Linked DNA regions of Mus musculus: all the other regions are linked to region 3. A link is a contact called in public HiChIP or PLAC-seq and promoter capture Hi-C data. All regions are on one chromosome and are shown on one strand. Each heading gives the region's core, a stretch centred on a gene start, on an enhancer-like site or on the middle of the called end of the contact. The rest is flanking DNA. Distances are from core to core; before and after follow the strand shown. Region 1 overlaps Sgpl1 (sphingosine phosphate lyase 1). Region 2 overlaps Cdh23 (cadherin 23 (otocadherin)). Region 3 holds the start of Unc5b (unc-5 netrin receptor B).

What was found. Promoter capture Hi-C pulls out the DNA fragments that hold promoters and counts their contacts. HiChIP or PLAC-seq counts read pairs in DNA pulled down with a chosen protein or histone mark.
Region 1: a promoter capture Hi-C map of liver shows a contact between it and region 3, with 2.1 times the contacts expected there. The contact joins the enhancer-like site here to the promoter of Unc5b in region 3. A contact is called at or near these places in 2 of 39 promoter capture datasets (cranial neural crest and liver), 1 of 15 datasets of contacts at CTCF or cohesin (the NIH/3T3 cell line), 1 of 484 Hi-C or Micro-C datasets (embryonic stem cells) and 10 of 115 datasets of contacts at active chromatin or transcription factors (bone marrow-derived macrophages, embryonic fibroblasts, embryonic stem cells and 5 more).
Region 2: an H3K4me3 HiChIP or PLAC-seq map of embryonic stem cells shows a contact between it and region 3, with 9 read pairs. The contact joins the enhancer-like site here to the promoter of Unc5b in region 3. A contact is called at or near these places in 3 of 39 promoter capture datasets (the HPC-7 cell line, hippocampal neurons and pre-B cells) and 3 of 115 datasets of contacts at active chromatin or transcription factors (bone marrow-derived macrophages and embryonic stem cells).

Annotation. Positions count from the first base shown.
Region 1 is chr10:61,127,437-61,130,136 of GRCm38.p6, forward strand. All of the region lies in intron 2 of Sgpl1 (sphingosine phosphate lyase 1), which reads right to left. Among named protein-coding and RNA genes, the nearest start is that of Sgpl1, 19 kb to the right of the region's middle. Within about 2 kb of position 1,450, at least 6 of the 459 cell types and tissues checked have an H3K27ac peak or open chromatin away from gene starts, as enhancers often do. A contact at or near this core is called in hepatocytes and liver, where this site is marked.
Region 2 is chr10:60,454,019-60,456,868 of GRCm38.p6, forward strand. All of the region lies in intron 15 of Cdh23 (cadherin 23 (otocadherin)), which reads right to left. Among named protein-coding and RNA genes, the nearest start is that of Gm17455, 56 kb to the left of the region's middle. Within about 2 kb of position 1,348, at least 5 of the 459 cell types and tissues checked have an H3K27ac peak or open chromatin away from gene starts, as enhancers often do. A contact at or near this core is called in embryonic stem cells, where this site is marked.
Region 3 is chr10:60,830,149-60,832,848 of GRCm38.p6, forward strand. Unc5b (unc-5 netrin receptor B) reads right to left here and starts at 1,433. Exons shown (of 17, transcript NM_029770.3): 1 at 939-1,433. The coding sequence starts at 1,017.

The DNA of each region.
Region 1 (2,700 bases), core at 200-2,699, 300 kb after region 3:
TCCTACAGAAAGGCTTGAAACAGAATAAAAGGCCAGAAGCCTAGGTTTTCTAACTCAATATTCAAAGCCCTTCCCTCTCTCTGTTGTTATTAGAGTTCTGGGGACTGAATCAAGATCTTCTTGCATACCAGGCGTAGACTTTACCATTGAGCTACAATCCTAACCTTTCTAGTCTTCTTTCAATGTTCAGTGTCCCTGGGCTAACTGCATAACACACTGCATTCAATAGTACCTCAAGAGCTTTCTGTTTATAATTTATGTTCAGGGCAGACTCTATTTTAGCTATACGGTACCATTCACATCTAATTAAAGTTGTAAATAGTTGTATTATGACCTAACCACCTACCAGTATCCACTGGCACAAGAATCTAATAAGGGTTAATAACCTAAAACCAGAGTTGAGAAACTCTGGACAGGAAAGTTGATAATCTTCAAGATGTTAGGATCCATGGACTCATTATAAGAAATCAACATACCAATTTCCACTGGTATTTATAACCTTGAAACTGCAGGTGATCAGCTCTGCATGTGGAATCTTCCACCCCCAAAATTCCCTTTTCTGTCCTAAAAAGTTCCAAGCCCCAGTACCTAGGCACAGTCTCCATTCCACTGTTGTCCTTTATTGTTATGATTTAAGAACAATCAGCTTCCGCAGTGATCTATTCTTTTATTTTCATATTGCGTCAATCAATCCCAATCTAACACTTAACCCTTACTACTGTCTCCCACAACTGGCTATTTGTTTTTAAATAATGGAACATAAACTAAGATTGCATGGTCAAAATTAAAGTACACATAAGCTAGCTACCTCTCAAATTGCCTGTTTGTCTGAAAGCACACATCTGGCCATAGCTGAGACATCAGGCAGAGAGTAAATTAATCACTAACCCAGGAAGACATTCAAATGGTAATGATTTTCCTGAGCTTTATAGATTACTACTATAAAATTAGAGTTTTGGGAAAGCTACTTTCCAACAGAAAGTTGATCCTTACACCACAGTACAATGTCTTCTTTGAACTTCTAATATGCTAAATATCTAGCATGCCTTGATTCAGTCATTTCTTATGATTCAGTCACTACCAAACTGCATTAGCCTAGGGGCACTGTGATTTAGTCTGACCTAAAGCAAAGCACTAAACCCAGCGAGAGAGAACAGTTCAAGTATTTTAATCCATGGTCTTCCAGTGCTAGTAAGAATACAAATAAGTTGGATATTAACCTCCTATCTGCTAGAGTGTCTGAAAGAACAACTTTACCATGTTAGGAATTCAACACTTAGTCAACTATAGTGAAATAATTATAATACTTATATCCTTTAAAACATGTGTTCCACAAGATCCTAGAATTTTTACATCTTTACCACAGAAGCTGTGCAGGGCACAATGGCTTCAGACTGAATATGGAAATGAAAGGCCAGTCATTTGAACTCTGTATACTCAACTGATAAGTCACAAGTCACCATATCTCAGGTCATCAGAGCAGATCATGTCCTTCATAAGCAAAGATACTGAGATCCAAGGATCATGTTGCAAAATAGGCTTGGGGGGGGGATACAAGCCTGTTTCATTTTATTTCCTATCACCTGTTCTTCAGAATCAAACCATCAGTGGTGCAAACCAGAAGATCCATTGGTTCAACACCTGCAGTTCTCATAGTTTCTCCCATCTCACTTATCCTAATGGCCAAAGCTAGGACCCACAGCTTCACTACCCCTGCCCCCAACCAAGATAGATAACACTGCCAAATGGCCAGAATGATATCTACACAAGCCAAGTACTCTGCACATGGCTTTCTCAAACTGCAAACTTACACACCTGCTACTGATTCTAAAAGAAACGGAAATTAATTCATAAAGTACTCTGGGGACTAGAGAAAGCTCAGCAGTTAGGAAAGCTTGCTGCTTGCAGAGGAACCAGGTTCAGTTCCCAGCAACCACACACGGGTGCTACTCACAGCCGAAAGTATGTAACTCTAGTTTCAGGAGAGAAGGCACTCTCTTCTGGCCTCCACAGGTACACATGTGGTGCACAAATATCCATACAGGCAAACATCAGCCAGATAAAAATTTTTATTTTTTTTTAATTATTTACTTCAAAGTCATAAAAAGTTACCATTTAAAATAATCTCAAAGCCCATCTATTCTAATCTTCATTTTAATAATGAAGAAGCTAAGGCTCACAAACTAATCTTTAAATGTGTTTCCCCTCAGCTCAAGCCCACATAAGAATAACTTCTTGTTCACTACTCTCTACTAAACCAATGGAGTACATCAATATTACCTAAGAATACCCCACTAGAAGTTAACTTAGTGCAGAAGGCCCAGAAACACTGATTTTCCAACAGGAACACAAGTTCAAGACCAGCCTGGGCAATTTAGTGAACTCCGTCTCAAAATAAATTAATAAAAACAGAAAGGTGAGAGAGCTGAGACTGTAGTTAAGTCAAGTAGAACACTTGACTAGCCCTAGGTTCAATTCCTAGTACAAAGGAGGGGTAAGGAGAACTGGAGGACCCTTTCCCCATCTCTTTCTTTTTAGGGAAATAGCCAACAACCCACTTATATTACTGAGACCCAATTATCCAGCTCTTGAGAAGGAAGGAAAGTAAATTCACCAAGCTTCCTCAAGAAGTGCTAAATCTGCCATATTAATCCACCAGGTCATATCCATCAGGTCAACTAGATCAAATGTTCCTAATAT
Region 2 (2,850 bases), core at 98-2,597, 380 kb before region 3:
CATATCTGATAGATTAAATGCCCACCCAATTGCCTGCCTGACATCTCCATCACTCCACCTGCCGAGCCCTAACCGATTTTACAGTCCCACATGACATGAAAAATTAAGGTCAGAGTTCATGGCTGGGAGAATGTATCACCCCAGATCTGAGCTCAGCAGAGATCTGTATCTCCAGGTCCTTTACTCTTCTGGGTTTTTAACCCAGGGTTTTTGGGGGATTAGCATCTTGTACCTGTTAGGGGCCAAGAAACAGTTCTGCCTCAGACTCATGACCTTTTGGCTTCCCATTCTCTTCCCCTGCCCCACCTCCTTCCCACCTAGCTGTCAGAACAGCCTAAAAGACTGGAGGCGTCCAGTCTTCTAAACCCAGCCTAGAAGACAGAAGAGCCAACAGCATCCTCATTTTGCAGATGCTGAGAGAGGGGGATTGAGGCTTACGGAGCAAAATGTTCCTCATCATTCAGCCAGTCCAAGACTAGAATCTTCCAATTGTAGGTTGTAAAGACTTAGCACACACAGTGGGAGCTCACAGAAGACTTCTGTCCAGTCTGGGCTCTCGGCTGGTGGGAAGATGGCTGGCAGGCTGAAGCTCTGATTCTGAGTTCTGCTGGGAAGCCAGTGAGGAGGGTAAACAGAGATCTACTTTGGATCTGTTATACAAGGTGACAGCCATCTTGTGGCCCCTTTAGAGGTGTGTGTGTGTGTGTGTGTGTGTGTGTGTGTGTGTGTGTGTGTAATTTTTCCCTCTGTAATTTGATTATGTGTTTCACAGGCACAAATTTCATAGATGAAAATGCCTTGTTGTAATCTAATCTCATGTAACAGAAGCATATGCATGCTTTTGCAACGCACAGGCTGTAGATTGGACACTCCTGGATTTAATGTCTACCCCTCCCCCAATTCTTCCTCATCCAATGAGGCCCAGGGAAGCAAAAAAAAAAAAAAAAAAAAAAAAAAAAGGTGGCTCCTAGATTCTAATGGGTCACAAGTACATTTTTTAAAAATTATGTGTAGTAGCATAGAATAGAAAAATACTGGGGCATGTCCCAGGATCAGGAAATTAAATGACCCTGTGGGGCATGTGCTTTTCAACCCAGCCAACGGGAGGCAGAGGCAGACAGATTATAAATTCAAGCCAGCCTGGTCTACATAGTGAGTTCTAGGCCAGCCAGGGTTATACAGTGAGATCCTGCCTCTAAAACAAAACAAAACAAAACAAAACAAAACAAAACAAAACAAAACAAAACAAAACAAAACAAAACATACCAAAGTCTGACAATCACTAGGTAAGTCAGCACCAGAAGGACTTTGAGCCACTGGGGAGGTGAGCTTGCAGGAAGTATGGCTTCCACGCCTCCCATAGTTACACAGCTGGGTCAGTCAACTCTGAGCCCCACCCCAGCTCCACATCTCCCAAACACACCCCGCGCACCTCTTAGTTTACCCCAAGCCGTCCTTCCTGCTGCTGTATAGACGGATTCATCTGAGGCCCCGGTTGCTCTCCTTGCCCGGGACTCCAGTCACCTCCCCCCAGACTGGGAACCTTCCCAGCTCCAGCCCAGGGCCCCTTCGCACAGGCCTTTGGTTTGTGATTGTTTATGAACTTGCTCCACTCCTGGCCGATTTTACAGCCATCCTCTGTCCCTTTGCCCACAGGATCCATTTTCTTTGCTCCGGTGTTCTTAGTACAATTGGCCTGAGCAAGAACCATCATCGGCCAGCCTACGGAAGGGTGACTTCCGGATTGAAAGTCTAGGTGTAGGAGGGGACCGTCTGGGGACAGGTGATTCCAGGCCAGTGTGGGAGGTTTAGAGAGCACTCCGCCAAGTCCTTCTGTTTTCCAGAAAAGGACACCAAGGTCCCTGGTGAGGTACTCGCTCAAGGTCACCCGTGGGTGGTCCTACTTTTACAGAACTCAAGCAACTACAACAACACTGAATAGGAAGCGGGGTGCAGGGCTTGGGGTCAACACAGGTGGAATCAGAGCCATGGCTCAGCTGCCCTGGTGAGCTATACCAGCTTCCCTGGACCTGTGTCGTTTGAACCATAGTTATAGAAAACATGAAGTGCCCAAGAGTCACTCAACTCCTGGGATCCATCACCCGGGATGCTACTGAGTATCTTTTGCCTTTTACTTTGGGGCAGAGGAGCTGGAGAAGATGGCTCAGCAGTTAAGAGCACTGACTGCTCTTCCAGAGGTCCTGAGTTCAATTCCCAGCAACCACATGGTAGCTCACAACCATCTGTAATGGGATCTGATGCCCTCTTCTGGTGTGTCTGATGACAGCTACAGTGTACTCACATACATAAAATGAATAATCACTGGGGCAGAGATTGGTGGCCAGCAGCTCCTGAGGCTGGTAGGTTCTGGGGACACCTGTGACAGAAGCTGCGCACGCAGCTCTGCAGAGCCTGGCAGCAATAGGTCAGTTTGGTAAAAATAGATACACTGAAAGGCTGATTCTCTGAGAACCATCATCAGCCAGGCTGGTGCACTTCAGGGGTAGAGGTGGGGGACCCTGGCTTTATACCCTAACTCAGCCCAGAAACTGGAAGTCTCAGTGGCCTCCTTCTTCACTTCCTCCTCACCTGCAAGCCCAGCCCCACCCCACTCAGAACTCTGGGTCCTACCACGGAACCCCATCCTATTTTGGTTTTAGGATTGATATTTAGATGAAGGAGATAAACAGTGGCAGGAAGCACTGAAGCCTGACAGCTAGAGGAACCTGTCAATCACCTTCAGCAGCCTGGCCCCTCCCCCCACCACACATATTCCAACGCACAAACTCCAACAGGACATGAACCAAGAGCCCACCAAAGGGGTCCCCTTTGGGGACAGCCTTAGGTACC
Region 3 (2,700 bases), core at 183-2,682:
TCTTTGTCTAGGGTGGCCCTCCAGCCCCCGCACCAGCTTCGGGAGTCGATTCACCCTAACGGCAGTTCACCTGCTTGGGTACCAGAGAGGTTGGTGCGAGTGTCTACTTTTCCTTCCAAGGAAGACGCAGCCCACTTTGCAACGCCCAGCCGAGCTACTACAGAGCCAGCAAGACACTTCCATCTTCGCGATGAGAGGAGAATCGGGGACTTTATAAACTTAGGAGTCCACCAAACCCTCTTAAGAGCATCTTTACTGGGTCCAGGTGCAGTGCAGAGGCGAGCTCACCTGGACACTGAGAATACCAATAACCTATTGAAAATAGGCAAAGTCGAAAGGAGATACATTACGCCCCTCCACTCTCTGCCAACACTCACCCCCAAACAATCCACCAACCACGAAACCTTTTCATACCCGCCCGCGCCGCACCTCCGGAGATCACGGTGTACAGGAGTCGGCCCCTCCCCCTTCAGTAGCTTAAAGCCTTCGGGCCTCGGCTCCCCAAAGGCCGAGAAGAAGCGCTTCCAGGGTTCCGCAGTATCCTGCTCTCTGTCCGCGACCCTCAGAATGCTGCGCGTGCAGCCCGCGGGAGCCTGTACTCAGACCTAAGTTGCAGGCGAACCGCAGAGAACACACACCTGGCCCTGGCAGTGACAGTTTTTCCGTGATAGTCAGGGGTCACTTGGAAGTGAATCAGACCCCATTCCACGGGAAGCAACTATCCCTTGGAGGCAGGAGCAGGGAGCTTCGAGCTTACGTGGCACCCCAGGTGGCCACGCGTCGCCCCCTCTCCCGAGCACCGAAGCTGCCTTTTAACTTGGACGCGTCCACGGCGTTCTCGGAGCGCAGTGACTCCGCCAAGAACCACCCGAACTTGCAGTTGGACGCTGAGACGCGCCAGGACCGCATCCCTGTGTTCCACTCCCTCTCGCACCTACCTGCTAGGCTCGGTGTCGGATCCCAGCAAAGCAGCAGCGCCAGCAGCAGCGCGCTCCGCACCCCGCTCCGGGCCCTCATGCTCCTGTCCCCCGGCCCGGGCGCCTCTCCCTCGGGGTTCTTTCCCGGTCCCCAGCCTCGCCGCCTTCGCCTTCGCCGCCGCCTCGCCGTTCTCGCAGGCGCCCGGCAGCGCCAGCCCGTGCCCTCCGTAGGCGCAGAGGCAACCGCGCAGCGCCGGGAGGCCGCCCGGCGACTAGGAGCGCTCCGGGAGTCGGACGCCGCTGGGGATCCCGGCTCTGGTGCGCCCTTTCCGCGCTCTCCCGCTGCGAGCGCCGTCCGCGCCCTGCTCCGAAGTTGTGCGATCCCAGTGGAGTGCGCTCAGCGGCGCTCGTAGCGGCCGCGCCGCGAAGTCTGTCCGAGTGGGGTGTGTGCTTCCCTCTGCGCCCTGCCGCTCCCCGCGGCTCCGCGCCCTCGCCCGCCCTGCCGCCGGCCACAATGCCCAGCGCCGCCGCGCGCTCGCCCTAGAGTCAGCGGGCCGGGGCGGGGCCTCACGCGATAGAAGGCGGGGCCTGGAGGACGGGGGCGGAGCCACGGGGCCCAGCGAGGGGGGGTACCCTACCGCTGTGTAGGCGCGGCCGAGTTGGGGCCTTATCAGAGGGGATCCTTGAAGAACGCAGGATCCAAAGCACCGGAAAACCGGTCCGCTGAAAGCGGCGGAGTCTACCGGATTTTCTTTCCAAAAATAAAGGAAATAAACATTCGTACACTTCTTAGCTTGGGTGTGAATCAGCTTTCGCTTTTGATTCGGTCTCAAAAGGGGATGGGGGTGTTTAAGAAAAAATGTCAAACACTCAAGTCCTGGTGGAGCGGGGGATGTAGTTGGGGAGTTCCAGCTGTGGATATTTGGGCATGAGTTAGGATCGTGATTGGTTCTGTTTTTCTCCTCGACCCAGGACAGAACTCTTTACGTGGGATCCGGAAGGATGGCTCATCCTAGGATATGGTGAACCAGTCCAATTGAATAAAAGGACGTGTGTGGGGAGGGAACCTGCTGCTGTGTTTTGCTCCGAGCACAAACTTGGTTCTGGTTCTGCTCCTTAAGCGCGTGACCTTGAAGGAGCTGCTTAGCTGTCTCCATCACTGTCACCTGTGAAATGGGGAAGAATGATGTTAGCTGTCTCATAAGGGGTTGAGGAGCAGAATGTGGGAAATAGGTAGAAAGTGGGGGCACAAATGGTGGCATCCCTTCCCAAGGTTCTTGAAGGAAGTCCTTGTCACCCAGAGGTGGGCCCATAAGCTTACGTGACCAGAGGAGACTTGGGAGATGTCTGTGCATCCGCTCACAGGAAGCTCACAGCACTTCCATGTGGGAGCCCACTAACGGGCTAATTCCATAATGCTATAAAGAAGCAGCCCCTACCCCTTATCTGCTGACCTCCTAAGCTTTTCCTCTTTGCAGATCTGGATCAGCCCTCTTCTTCAGGAAGAGAGCAGCCTAGCCAGGTTCTGAAGTCGGGTAGGAGGGTAGAAGGGTGGGAGGGTGGGAGGTATCCAAAAGAACCTAGTATTCCCAAGTTTTTCCTAGATTGGAGAAGAAAGGTTTGGGAGCCATAGTTGCTGACTAAGAGGTTGGTGGTGTGAGGGCAGAGAAGCAAGAAGATCCATGCTAGCTGTGTTTGGGGGAGAGGGAGGCAATGAAAGCGGGATTTCTCGACACCCCCTCTATCCCAACTCCACAAAATGAAGACTGGAGATCTATAGAAG